Linked DNA regions of Mus musculus: regions 2 and 3 are each linked to region 1. The links are chromatin contacts, called in public HiChIP or PLAC-seq maps. All regions are on one chromosome and are shown on one strand. The core of a region is the stretch at or near the end of the contact, and the rest is flanking DNA. Distances in the headings are between cores, read along the strand shown.

What was found. HiChIP or PLAC-seq counts read pairs in DNA pulled down with a chosen protein or histone mark.
Region 2: a contact with region 1 is called in an H3K4me3 HiChIP or PLAC-seq map of embryonic stem cells, with 13 read pairs. The contact joins the enhancer-like site here to the promoter of Smyd2 in region 1. A contact is called at or near these places in 14 of 39 promoter capture datasets (the 3T3-L1 cell line, the HPC-7 cell line, HPC-7-derived erythroid cells and 9 more), 2 of 484 Hi-C or Micro-C datasets (cardiomyocytes and nephron progenitors), 5 of 115 datasets of contacts at active chromatin or transcription factors (embryonic basal ganglia, embryonic forebrain, embryonic stem cells and 2 more) and 2 of 9 other capture datasets (adipose tissue and pancreatic islet).
Region 3: an H3K4me3 HiChIP or PLAC-seq map of embryonic stem cells shows a contact between it and region 1, with 26 read pairs. The contact joins the promoter of Ptpn14 here to the promoter of Smyd2 in region 1. A contact is called at or near these places in 17 of 39 promoter capture datasets (the 3T3-L1 cell line, the HPC-7 cell line, HPC-7-derived erythroid cells and 10 more), 11 of 484 Hi-C or Micro-C datasets (cardiomyocytes, embryonic stem cells, granulosa cells and 3 more), 24 of 115 datasets of contacts at active chromatin or transcription factors (the 230-238 cell line, the SCID.adh cell line, bone marrow-derived macrophages and 14 more) and 4 of 9 other capture datasets (adipose tissue, embryonic stem cells, liver and 1 more).

What each region holds. Positions count from the first base shown.
Region 1 is chr1:189,920,256-189,924,237 of GRCm38.p6, forward strand. It overlaps Smyd2 (SET and MYND domain containing 2), which reads right to left and starts at 2,036. Exons shown (of 12, transcript NM_026796.2): 1 at 1,852-2,036. The coding sequence starts at 2,024.
Region 2 is chr1:189,743,873-189,747,992 of GRCm38.p6, forward strand. The region is part of intron 1 of Ptpn14 (protein tyrosine phosphatase, non-receptor type 14); the gene reads left to right. Among named protein-coding and RNA genes, the nearest start is that of Ptpn14, 18 kb to the left of the region's middle. Within about 2 kb of position 1,284, at least 25 of the 459 cell types and tissues checked have an H3K27ac peak or open chromatin away from gene starts, as enhancers often do. A contact at or near this core is called in adipose tissue and embryonic stem cells, where this site is marked.
Region 3 is chr1:189,726,249-189,730,184 of GRCm38.p6, forward strand. Ptpn14 (protein tyrosine phosphatase, non-receptor type 14) reads left to right here and starts at 2,020. Exons shown (of 19, transcript NM_008976.2): 1 at 2,020-2,416.

The DNA.
Region 1 (3,982 bases), core at 786-3,285:
CTTCTAGCACAAAAAAGGACAGCGCAGCTTTTTTCTGGGGGCATGACACATGAACCGACACGCACCCCACCTGTAACATGCTCCTGAAACTCCACAGAGCTGTGCATCCCCCCCTTTAATACACAAGAACAGGTCAGGCCTCAGTCACACACAAGTAGGAGATGGAGTAACACAGTCTTAGAACGATCTAGCAAAACTAACCAGATTTTACGGCAACCACGGGATGCGGTACGAAGATTTCTCTAGGTGCACGGATCTTGTGAGTTTTATTTCTTGGGCAATATTTTAGTTGAGTTCCAAGTTCTGACTGTTACATAAGCCAAACAGAAGAGATTGGTTGACAATGGAATGGCAGCCTGGGGGGCCCAGGAGAGGGAACTGAGGCAAAATTAGTGACATTAACAAATGTCAAGGGGAGTGGGGGGTTAGCTGTCACAAATGACAGGATTCCTGAGGCTGGGTGATTTGTAAGGGTACTTCTGGAAGCTTGTGTGTCTTTGTACAATCAGGACACTCCCAACAGGAGAGAAGCACGCCTCAGCTGTCAACGCAGATATTTAATTTCAGGAGGAGAGAACTGGCCACGAGTCCCTACTACGCACTCCGCAAGGCCCACGCCTCTCACCGCACACCAAGCGCCAGGACCCCTGACGGAGGCCCCCTCTGTGCTGGGTGACCCGCTTTGCTCCTTTACTGCAGACACCCACACTGCTGCAGACTCCCAGCCACAGCGAGGCTCAGAAGATCAAGGGACCAGTTGCAGCAGCCTTTTTAACTTTGGGAAAACCCAATGCTCACTTCACTCAAACGTCGCAAAGTGGTGCCATGACCCTTTAGCTCTTGGCTCGCCAATTCAAAGAGGCACATCACATACAGCCCTTCCGCTGCCCACGGCACGCTTCTGCGTCTAGTTCCTTTCCAGGTCCCCCCCAGCGGAAGACAGTTCTGGCAGGGAGTCCGGCCGAGATTACTCTAATATGCAACCTTTGTCCATTCTTTTGTTGTCTTATTGTAGAACGAGGCGCACGAGTCTGGGAGGCTGAGAGCTTCGTGGAGTGCAGGACTGGGGGCAGCCCGCAAGAGGTACCTGCAGAACCCCAGGTTAGCTTAATCTAGCCCACCATCTCCACTTCAAAGGTGATGACACTGACCTTCAAAGCAAGTCAGGCAGGGTTCCTTCCTCAGGCATCCACAGATGGCCTGGGACAGGCTCAACTCCAAAGCCAGACCCCCTACCTCAGCAAACTTAGGAAGCAAGGAAGTGGGTGGGCGGGACGTGTCAGTCCTGACAGGCCAGGCTCCAGCCCCTAATTAGTGCCTTGTGTATACACAGCTACCCTTCCTCTCTGGGCTTTAGTGTCCCAACAGTAAAATGATCTCTTCTCGGCCTTTAAGATAAAGTGTGTCTGTAAAATGAAGACACAGGGTGGGATGGGGGAATCCCAACGCACCTTCCTGATCCGCAACTACCTTAAGGCTTAGCATGTGGCCGTGGATACAGCATCTACACACTCAGGACATGTATGAAGTAGTACAATCAAATATTCTCCCAACAAACTGTGTCCCCTCATCCCAATCCACGGAGCCCAGTCTCATAGGCGTGTCTGTTCCATAGCTTCCCTCCTCCAGAATGACCGGAAGCGTCCCTGGCTGATCGGGTCATCACTCCCTAGGGGGTGGGGGAGCCGCCCATCTCAGGACAGCTCGGGAGGCCTCGGGACCACAGAGAACCTAAGCTAGAACGGACACGCGTGGGGCGGCGCAGGTCCGGCTGCGGGGCAGGCCGTGGCTCAGCGGACGCGGCGCACGTGGCTCCGCGTGGCCCCTCCCGCCCGCACGGTCCCCGCGTACCTGGCGAAGCAGCACTCGCAGTGGTGGCCCCGCTCGCCCACGGTGAGCACGCAGGCGTAGGCCGGGCAGGAGAAGAGGAGGTCGCCCACGTGGAAGGGCCGCAGCGCGCGGAGCCCCCGGCCCTTGCCCGCACTGCAGAAGCGCTCCAGGCCGCCGCGGGCCTCGGCGCGCATGCTGGCGGCGCTGCGGCTGCGCGCTGCGGGGCACGCGCGTCACGGGAGGGAGGGAGGGAGCGAAGGCAGGTCTGCCGCGGCCGCCGGCCTTCAAGGAACTCGGCGCTCTGCTCGGGGCGGGTGCTGTGCCCTGGCCGCGCCCCGGAGCGCGGGGCGGGAGGGCGGTGCGCAGGGCGCGCGCACGGGAGTCCGCCTGCACCCGCCAGGCTGCGCTGCCCGGTGAGGAAGGCTGGAGTCCCAAGCCACCCAGGCCACCACCCGCTGTGCCCGCAGACAGCGTCCCCACTAAGATCCCGGGTGGTGGAGCAGGGAATGAATGAGTGTGGTTTGCAGTTGAGCTGTGCGTGCTAAAAAACACAGTTCTCACCTCCCAGGGAACTTAGAGAGAGTTCATTCTGGAGCCAATAGGAGGGGTCATGGCCAGGTTTGGGTTACCCCAAAGTCTACGTTCCAACGTTGTAACAATTTGATTAAAAAAAATTCCATAATAACAGAAAAAGAAAGTCATAAATCAAGACGTCAAAAATATGTCGGTGGGACCCCCCAGGTAGGCTGGCTGCAGAAGGGAGGGAACCTCAGCTACAGGCCTCAGATGCAATCTGACTGCACTCTCAATGTATGGCTTGATTATGTTCCAGGCGGTTTTACCTGTTATTCACGAGCTGGTAGGTTAGACACAGGATAGGCAACGGGTAGCTATTAAGGGAACTGGAGAGGGCCCAAGGAAAACTGCCAATAAGCTCCAGACATTGCAGCCTCTCCGCAAAGGTTGAAGTTCAAGTCGGTTAATTAGCTTTGCAGAAAGAGGGTCAGTGCCAGCTGCAGGTTTGTTTTTTTTTTCTCTCCAGCTTTCGTTCACAGGGCAAATCATAGAATGGGGGATTTGGAACCCGTGAATAAAATTTCTTTAGTGATAATATGAATAAGCCTTCCTCCAAGGAAAGGGCACCGTGGGTATGGGTTCTTTGGCCCATTTTTATTTTTTATTATTACCCTTTTTTTTTGTAAGTATGAGTGCATGTGTGCGAGCATACCCCTGTATGTGTGCTGGAAACATGTGTAGAGGTCAGAGGGCAACTTGCAGGAGTGGGTTCTCACCTTTTACCACATGGGGCCTGTGTCTGATTTGTCTGTCAGGTTTGGTGGTAGGTGCCTTTATACTCTGAACTATCTTGTAGGTCCATGTATCCATTTTAGTAACCATGGACATCACTGGACTATAAACTTGGACAAAGTGTAGGCCTGGATCCTTCAATTCCACGTAATAATAACCCTTCATTACTGGGTACCATTGAGCTAATGTGCTTATTTAACACATCTTGCTTACCTTAAAATAGGTGTAAGATTTGGGAAACCCTCTTCCATACCCTACTCACCTGTGACAAGCAACATTCTCAGGTAGGTTTGTGCCTAGAGCCCACTCTGCCGTCTGCTGGAAGCATTTTCTCAAATCTTGAGACTTTCTAAAGATGCCCACCTATGTAGATCTGCAGCGTGTTTTTTTGGATTCATTTTGGCTTGCTTTTTAGCATTCTGATTTGCGGAAGGATATCTTAGCAGTACAAAGAAGAAAAGACATAGAAATAAACAAACAACATGTTTGTAAACTCAGTACATGGTTTACTCTTCCAAGAACTCACTGCAGAGTTTGAGAAATGTGTTCCATTACACACACACACACACACACACACACACACACACACACACACACCTTTCTCCTACTGCGTGTTTTGTTTTGAGACGGGCTGGCCTCAACCTCCCTAAGTACCAGAGAATGACCTTGGGTTTTGAATCCTCCTGCCTCTGTCTCCCTAGTGATGGTATTACAGATATGCAGCACCACACCCAGTCCCCCGGGGCACTGGGGACTCAATCCAGGGCATCTCAGGGCAGAGGTTGAGTGTTACCGGAGAACACTGGAAAACAAGCAGCTTCATTTCAGAAAAGTCGGGATGAAT
Region 2 (4,120 bases), core at 34-2,533, 180 kb before region 1:
CACTTCTTTATCTATTTATTTTTTACATAGCGTTTTATAATGTAGAAGTAGTTTATCCCAGTAAATAGTTTATGTGATCCCTTGCTTTCATGTATTTACAGAAGATGAGGGTTGTTTGTTTGTTTGTTTTGCTTTGTTTTGTTTTGTTTTGTTTTTCGCTTCCAGGGCTGGGATTGAACTGGGAGCATTTACATGGTAGTTGGCGCCCACCTCTGAGCTTCAGCACAGCCCTTCTTGTTCCTTCTTCATAGTCTGCAGAAGAAATTGACGCCTCTGCCAGATACCCAAAGGCAGAGTGGGCCGTTCACTGGGCTGACTGTTGTACTGGCTGCTCCTTCTCCTTGTGGTCATGACTTTTTCCATCATTTAAAGCAGAAATATCTTCTCAGCTAAAAAATTTGAGGTCAAATTTTTCTGTGTCATGCAGGCTGCTCTTAGATCCCTGACCTTAAGTGGTCTTCCATCCTGAGCCTTCTCAGTAGCTCGGAGTCAGTCTGTACTGCCACACCTAGAAATATTTATACTACAGATAGTATATAAAATATATATATATAGCTAAAATTATTTACAATGATAGTATTAAAGTAGGGATTAAAAATATATGTGTGTGTACATATAGATATCATACATTTCGTTGCTGGAAAGAAACTTATAAGGCATCATATCACAATTTTTGTGTGCTTGCTGGCTTGCTATCTATAGAGATCACTAATATTTTCTGAGTTTTCTATAATTTCTTTTCATGTAAAAATTACCGGCTAGCCTATAGCTTGACATAGTTCCATGACAAGGTACTGTCATCAAACTTTTTTTTTTATTGTTGATTTTTTTGCTTTTTTTTGTTTTGTTTTTCTTTTTTCTTTTTTTTTTTTTCTTCATCTTGATAAGGACATGGGTTTCAGCACCTTGGTGGCTGACATTTGTTCCTCCTCTGGAGCTCTCAGCTTGATGAAGCTCACTTCTCACCATTTTCATTACAGGAGTCACATAGGACAGCACCTTCCGGGCTGTGTTCTCTCCCGACCCCACAACAGTGTAGTGCAAATCATGGCTTTTCTTGTCTTTTGTTTGTGTTTTGAGACAGGATCTTGGGTAGCCCAGGCTGGGCCTCCCACTTGCTACATAGTAGATGACTTTAAACTTCTGATCCCCCCTCCCCCACAGCTTCTACCTCTGGCATTCTGGGATTGCAGGCCTGGTTTATGCAGCACTGCGGACTGTACCTAGGGCTCCCTGCATGCTAGACAAAGCACTCTGTCAGCTGAGCTGCATCCCAGCCAGGAATCACATGATTTGCTTAGAGCTGCTATGCTGAGTTCAAGCGTCCTGCCTGCTCACACCCATCAAGGCAGCCTGTAACACATGCAGGAGCCCCAAATTATTGGCTGGAGGATCCAGGCTTCCCCTTCAGCCTTTCCAGACAAGCCACAGGGACATGGGGTGTGTGGTAGGATGGGGGGCAGACATGAACATGGGTAACTCCATCTTGTGTTGTACTGTAATTGATTGAACCCTTTTCTTGGAGTCCAAAGCTTGGAGCTAGTCTAGTTTCAACAGTGTGAGTAAGGAATCGGGTAAGCACTGTGGACTACATGACATTTCCTTTACTTGGAGTGCATTGCCCCTGGGGTATGGTTTCCAAAGTGGACTCTGGGTCAGAGGACAAGCCTGGCAGATCTTGTTACATGGGCAGACTGCTCCCTGGAGCACTGTCAACTTAAGGTGCAGTTATTAATATTATTAAATGTGCAGCCTTCTCGGTACCCTGATTGCCCTGGGTTTTGCAACTACTAATTGCTTGTGGTATCTTAAAACCAAAAGATTTAGAAAAGTTGATATTTTCTTATTCAGTTGAGAAAAATAAGGGTGATTAACTTTGTTTCCTGCTTTCTGAAAGTCTTTTTAAAAAAATTGATTGATTGATTGATTGATTGATTTATTATTAGATATTTTCTTTACTTACATTTCAAATGCTATCCCGAAAGTTCCCTATCCCCTCCCCCCGCCCCGCTCCCCTCCCCACCCACTCCCACTTCCTGGCCCTGGCTTCCCCTGCACTGGGGTCTGAAAGTCTTTATTAAAAAAAAAAAAACAAAACAAAACCCTCAGGCTTTTGCTTTTGTCTCTTTGGCTTTATGTGTTTTTTTCTCAGTAACTATTTTTTTTTTAATCTTAAATTTCTTGGGCTTTTGAGATAGCGCCTCATATATCTCAGGCTGACCTAAACTTTCTTTGTAGCCAAAGATGACCTTGATGATTCTCCTGTCTCCGCCTCTGGAATGCTGGGTTTACAAGAGGGTACCACATGCTTGGCTTTGGTAGCTGTTCCTGGAAACACATCTCGTCTTCACCCGGATATTAAAGCGCAACCGTAGAAAAGCAAAAGCATCAGGGTTCTAAGGGGTAAAGGGCAAGTGCAAAGGGGACCACTGCATCCACAGGGGACCTCACTGCATCCACAGGGGACCACTGCATCCACAGGGGACCTCACTGCACCCACAGGGGACCTCACTGCACCCACAGGGGACCTCACTGCATCCACAGGGGACCTCACTGCACCCACAGGGGACCTCACTGCACCCACAGGGGACCTCACTGCATCCACAGGGGACCACTGCATCCACAGGGGACCTCACTGCACCCACAGGGGACCTCACTGCATCCACAGGGGACCTCACTGCATCCACAGGGGACCTCACTGCACCCACAGGGGACCTCACTGCACCCACAGGGGACCTCACTGCACCCACAGGGGACCTCACTGCATGGTTGCATCTTGTGGTTTGCTCCTCTCTTGCCTCGCGCGGTATCCTTTCCCTCCACAGCTTGCAGATTTCCCTTTCCTTTGTGGTTTTCACCAAGTCAAAAAACACTGCATCTGAAACCAAGAGTGGGTTTCCTACAGTGTTTGCTTGAACTGTAGATGAACTCCTTTTATTACCAACCGTGTCTCTCTCTTGTTCTGTTTTACAAGTGTCACATTGCCTGTCACTGTGCCTGTCTTTGGCTTCTACTTAGAAACTGGTGAAAACCTATAAACCTTCCTCAGGGGCAGCTCCAGGACTCTGAAAAGGAGGCAAGAACATTTTCAGGGCAGACCACACCCTTGCCGATCGGGAGAACTGGCTCTCTCTCTCTCTCTCTGTGTGTGTGTCCCTGTGTATGTGGACAACTGCTTGCACATCTGCTTGCACATGTGCATGCCTGTGCTCACGTTGGGGAGGAGGCAATCTGGGACTCATGTAGCTCTTGTGCCTATGACAGAACTACAAACATCTCTCACCTCATTTCACAAGGGAATGCCACAGATCCTTAGAGCTAGGACTCCTTTCTCTGAGAGCTTGTGAGCTGTGTTACATCCCTGTGGGAAGCAACCCGAGTCTATCTGAACAGCAGTGGTTGCTGCCTGTCAAGTGGTAACTGTTAGAACATGGATAAGGGCTAAAGAAAGAGTTTGGGCCGATCGCTGGGAGATCCTTGGAGTTCAGTTTCTGAAGTGGATTTTAATTTTAATTTTAGTTCGTTATGGATAAGTCTTTTCTGAGATTCAGGTTTTTTATTTTTCCATAATCCACACTATATTGACTGACACTCTGCATGTGTTTGTGCATGAGTGTCTATGGATGCATTTTTCTGGGGACTGGTAACCCAGGGCCTTACACACCTAAACCATATCCCTACACCTAGCAAGCATTGAGAGAATTCTTTTTGTCATATTACCTTCCTCCATGATTTCTTTCTTTGAATTAGATTTTAATTTTAGTTTGAGATTATAATACAATTACAGTTCTTCCTTTCTTCTCTTCCTTCCAAACTACGCCTCCTTCACTGGAGCTCAGAACCCGAGACTGCTTCTGACACCTGGTAGCTCGTTTGGTTTCAGGCCTATGAATGAGACTGTGACGTAGCTTCCTTTAGCCTGCTGTAGTCAATCTTGTAGAATGTGATTGCTGGGATTCCTGGCTGCGTATTTCTGTGAAAATTCACTTGAATTTCATTCTTGAAATTTCTTGAGTCTGCAGTTGGGTTAGTGGTCAGAGCAAAGAAGAAACCTCTGTGTTTCCATCTTAGGAAAAACAAAAACAACCCTGCTACTTGGGTGTGTGCGGGGATGGGGAAG
Region 3 (3,936 bases), core at 770-3,269, 190 kb before region 1:
CAAACATGCCTGAGTCTGGAGGAGGAGGCATGGAGCAAGCTCAGACAGGGTGGCAGCTCAAGATCCAGTTAACCCAACCAAACTCTGTCCCTAATGTCACACTCCGCTGACAAAATAAACTCAAGCCTCCTTTAAGTGGCTTGCCCAGGGTTGCAAGGCTGCTCACAGGCAGAGCCCAGCGTTTGCATCTGTTCAAAAAAAACCCTTTGCTCTTTCTTCTAGACCACAGTGGCCTCTGGGGCTGTGCTCAGTGGTCTGAGACTCAGAGCCACAACATCCATATGCCACTTAATTTCTACTGTGACATTTGCCTCCTGTCTCCCAGAAAGGAACAGCCTGTTGGCATCTTTTTGTCTTTGAGCCCCATCCTGTTTCAGTCAAACGCCTGCGGCTGAGAGCAGCTCTTCTGCAGCCTGGGTCCTTTAGGCCACCTCAGCAGTAGGTGTTCCCTGGTGATGCTGACCCCTCTTTTCTGCTGCCTGAATCCTCACTAAGGGATCGTGATTGTCACGCTAGGCTGTGTGGAATGCTGCCCACACTGAGCCTTGACATAAAGCTATTCCTGAAGGCTGGTTGGAAACTCCTCAAAGCCCTCTCCTTGATATTTTGAAAGACTCAGCCTCCTTTGCTTTCCATCCACCCCATTTTGCCCCCTCCACGCCCCCCCCCCCCCGTCCTCTTTTATTCTTCTTGGTTCTGTAGAAGAACACTCAGAAGCCAGTTATTAACAGACTTGCTCTGTGGGCACAGAGATCTTTCTTTCTTGTTTTGAGGTAGGGTCTTGCTATGTAGTCTAGGCCAGCCTCGAACTTGTGATTTTTCCTGTCTCTGCCTCCAGAGTTGGCATGAGCCATTTTGATAGGATAAGGCCTGGAAGTTTTGTGTCCCTTGCCTGTACAGTGAAGTAATTTAATGATATTTTGGGTGACAAGGACTTCAGGGTCCTTGAAAGGACTGGTCTTAAGATTTCAGGAAGAGAACAGATGCCAAGACATGCAAAGCACCTTAAAAATATAGGCAACTCCTTTCACTTCACAATTACTAAACCCAAGGATCAGGGGTAGGGGGCTGGGATCTTCCTGAGTTAACCACTGGGCCAGCAACTCCGCGGGGCCTAATACAGGTTTCCTTGCCCGGCCGAGTGCCTTTTCCATTACACTGGCTGCGCCTCAGTAACCCCACCTCCGAAAGTGCTAACGCAGTTCCCTCCCAGTGCCTACCCAGGCGGGGTGGGGCCCCCTCCGTGGCATGGAACAAACCGGGAAAACCACATATTCCAACTTCCAGCACACAAAGGCTGGTTGGCCGTGGGGGCGGGGTGGGAGGACCGGAGCTAAGACTCACTACTCAGAGATCCTAGGATTCTGAGGAGAGCTTCTAGATTGCCTTCTCAAGGAGGCCACCCTACTTTGTCCCGTGTCTCCTGGGCGGTGGCGGCATGGGGGCATCCTGCTTGGAGACCTCCCTCAAATAAATGGCCTGTTCTAGCTCCAGTGTCCCACCCCTTAGCTGCCCACGGAAATCTTGGAGGGACGGTCTTTTCCTTTCCTCTTTCCCCTCCGCCTCCTAAGCGTCACACAGTTTGGTTGATTTGGGTCATCGCCCCCTCTCCACTTCCAGTCTATCTCACTCCGGGCACTTTCCTTTAGTCCACCGTCCCACACCTTGGTAGGGAAAACGCGCTCCAAAGCTAGCCCATTAAAAGTGCACGACTTCTGCCCGGCCGGCCGAAGGAGCTCCCGCAGCCTGGCATTCCTCGGATTCCAGCGCTGTGACGTCCCTGGGGACCGTGCGCCCGCAGCGGGGGAGCCCGGGCTCCTCTTTTCAGCGCAGGGCGCGCGTCCCCGAGGCTGGCGCGCGCCCTCCCCGGACGCATTCCTGGCCCGCCCAGCGAGCGCCCCGCGCGCTCCCCGCCTCCTGGCCCCCAGCACTGCGGAGCAGAGCCCGGGGCGGGGGAGCGCGGCCAGCGGCGCCTGCTCGTCCCCTCCCACCCGGCCCCTTCCTCCGCCCTCCCCGGCCGCTCGCGCTTCCTGGCGCTCGGGCTCTCCGGAGGCTCAAGTTCTGCACAACTTCTCCCGGCTGCCCAGCGCCTCGGCCGCGGGCCCGGCCAGCTAGCTGCGCTCCTCGGCTCAGCCGTCTCGTCCACAGGGCAGGTCCTCGTGGAGCATCTGGTACCAAGTGGCCGCTGGCGGTCCCTCTCTGCGCCCCACCTCTCTGATCGCCCGGGTCCCCTCGCGTGGGACGGCGGTGCTTAGGTTCTTGGCCCTTTCTCCTCCCCGGTGCGCCCGGCGCGCCGGCCGCTGCGTAACCCTCCCTGCGCCCCTCCTCTGCCAGCTCCTGGAAGCCAGTGGTGGGGACCCAGACTCCCTGATGGTCAACGTGCGGCACCCGGGGCACTCCCGGGCCATGTAAGCAGGTAAGCTAGCCGGTCGGGAGCAGATACTCCAGGCAGAGCCAACTTCGTTCGCCGCCGGGGACGCCGGGATGCGCGGTGGGGGCGCCAGGTGGCCGGCCGCCGGTTCTCTTCGCTAGCAGTGCTCGCTCGTCCGGGATTGAGCTGGAAGGGGAGCGCGGTCTGGGACTCGGATTCAGCCAAAACATCGCCTCCAGCTCCTGTTGTGTTTGCGAGCAGGGGAACAGAGCGCAGAGCCCAAAGCTTGTCCTGTGCCTCTGTGGGCACTGGGTTTGTGAGGGGGTTCTTGTGCCCTCTCCCCAATACCTCAGCCTTGATACCAAACTCCTGAGTCTCTTGGCCCCGGCTTGGGTGATCCTTACAGGCGCGCAGGGAAAAATACCTTCATCTCAGACCAATCTCCAACTCGAACTTTGCAAGTTCTGAGAGTTAACAGCCCCTTTCCCACGTGACGCCACATCTAGTTTTAAATCTTTGGGAATGGTTTTCCTATCTTTTCTGGGAGGAATTGATGTGCGCTGTCACTATCCCGCTTTGCCCTTCTTCCTTTGGTTTGAGGAGATATTGGGGTCTTGAGTTTAGTTGGTTCACGGATTAGCTGGGTCCTACTTAGGCGAGTTCAGACTGCTGCTGAATGGGTGTATGTATGGTCAATTTCCAAAATGCGTTAATTTCTTGAAATGGATTTCCTCCCTCATTAATTCAACAAACTCAGTGGTGAGTCTTCCCCTGTGCTAAGAGATCACATTACAAGAGTCTGCAGCACCCTGCAGGCAGCCGTGGGCGGATGGGGACATGTGCTGTGAGAGAGGGGTTCTGAGACTCTTGGGAAGGCCAGGCCCTGGAGGAAAGGGGTTACCTTCGTTGAGGGAATGATGCTCAACTTAGGAGTGGTTGAGGGACCGCATTCCAGAGGAGGGAACAGCTTGGGCAAAGTGAGGGGCGCGGAGAGGGGCGTGCAGAAAGTCTTGGAGAGCGACCTGGTGGCTGGCTGGGCATGTATGGGCAGGTTGGTGCAATGTTGCTGGCATAGTTAGCCCCCACCCCAGCAGAAACGAAACCGGAAGTCTTTTACCCACTTCCCGTGACCAGGAGTAGCTTCCAAGGATCAAAAGCGTTCCCTTGGACATGTTCCCTCCCCTGATGTGTTTCCCACAGGGTTCTGTAGGGTGACAGGTGTTTAATTGTCGTTAATTTACCCATCCTTGGTTTTGTTAAAGTATCCCCGTGAGGACCATCCCACCCCACTACAGAACCTTGTCCTGAGAGCTTTTGACATGGGGAGAGCAGTTTGTGTCTTACAAGTGGAGTTTCCTCTTTGGTGCTGGGGACAGAACCTGGTCCAGGCCTCGTGCTCACCAGTCACCAGTGCTCATCCCTTTCCCAGATCCCTAACAGCTTTCTTCCCTAGCAGCACTCTTACCCGTGTGACTGTGTGGCTGGCACGTGGAGAATCAGTTGAAGGATGTGGCTATGTATCTCAGAATCACTGCTTTTAAAAGGAGTTTCCACCAGATAGCGGT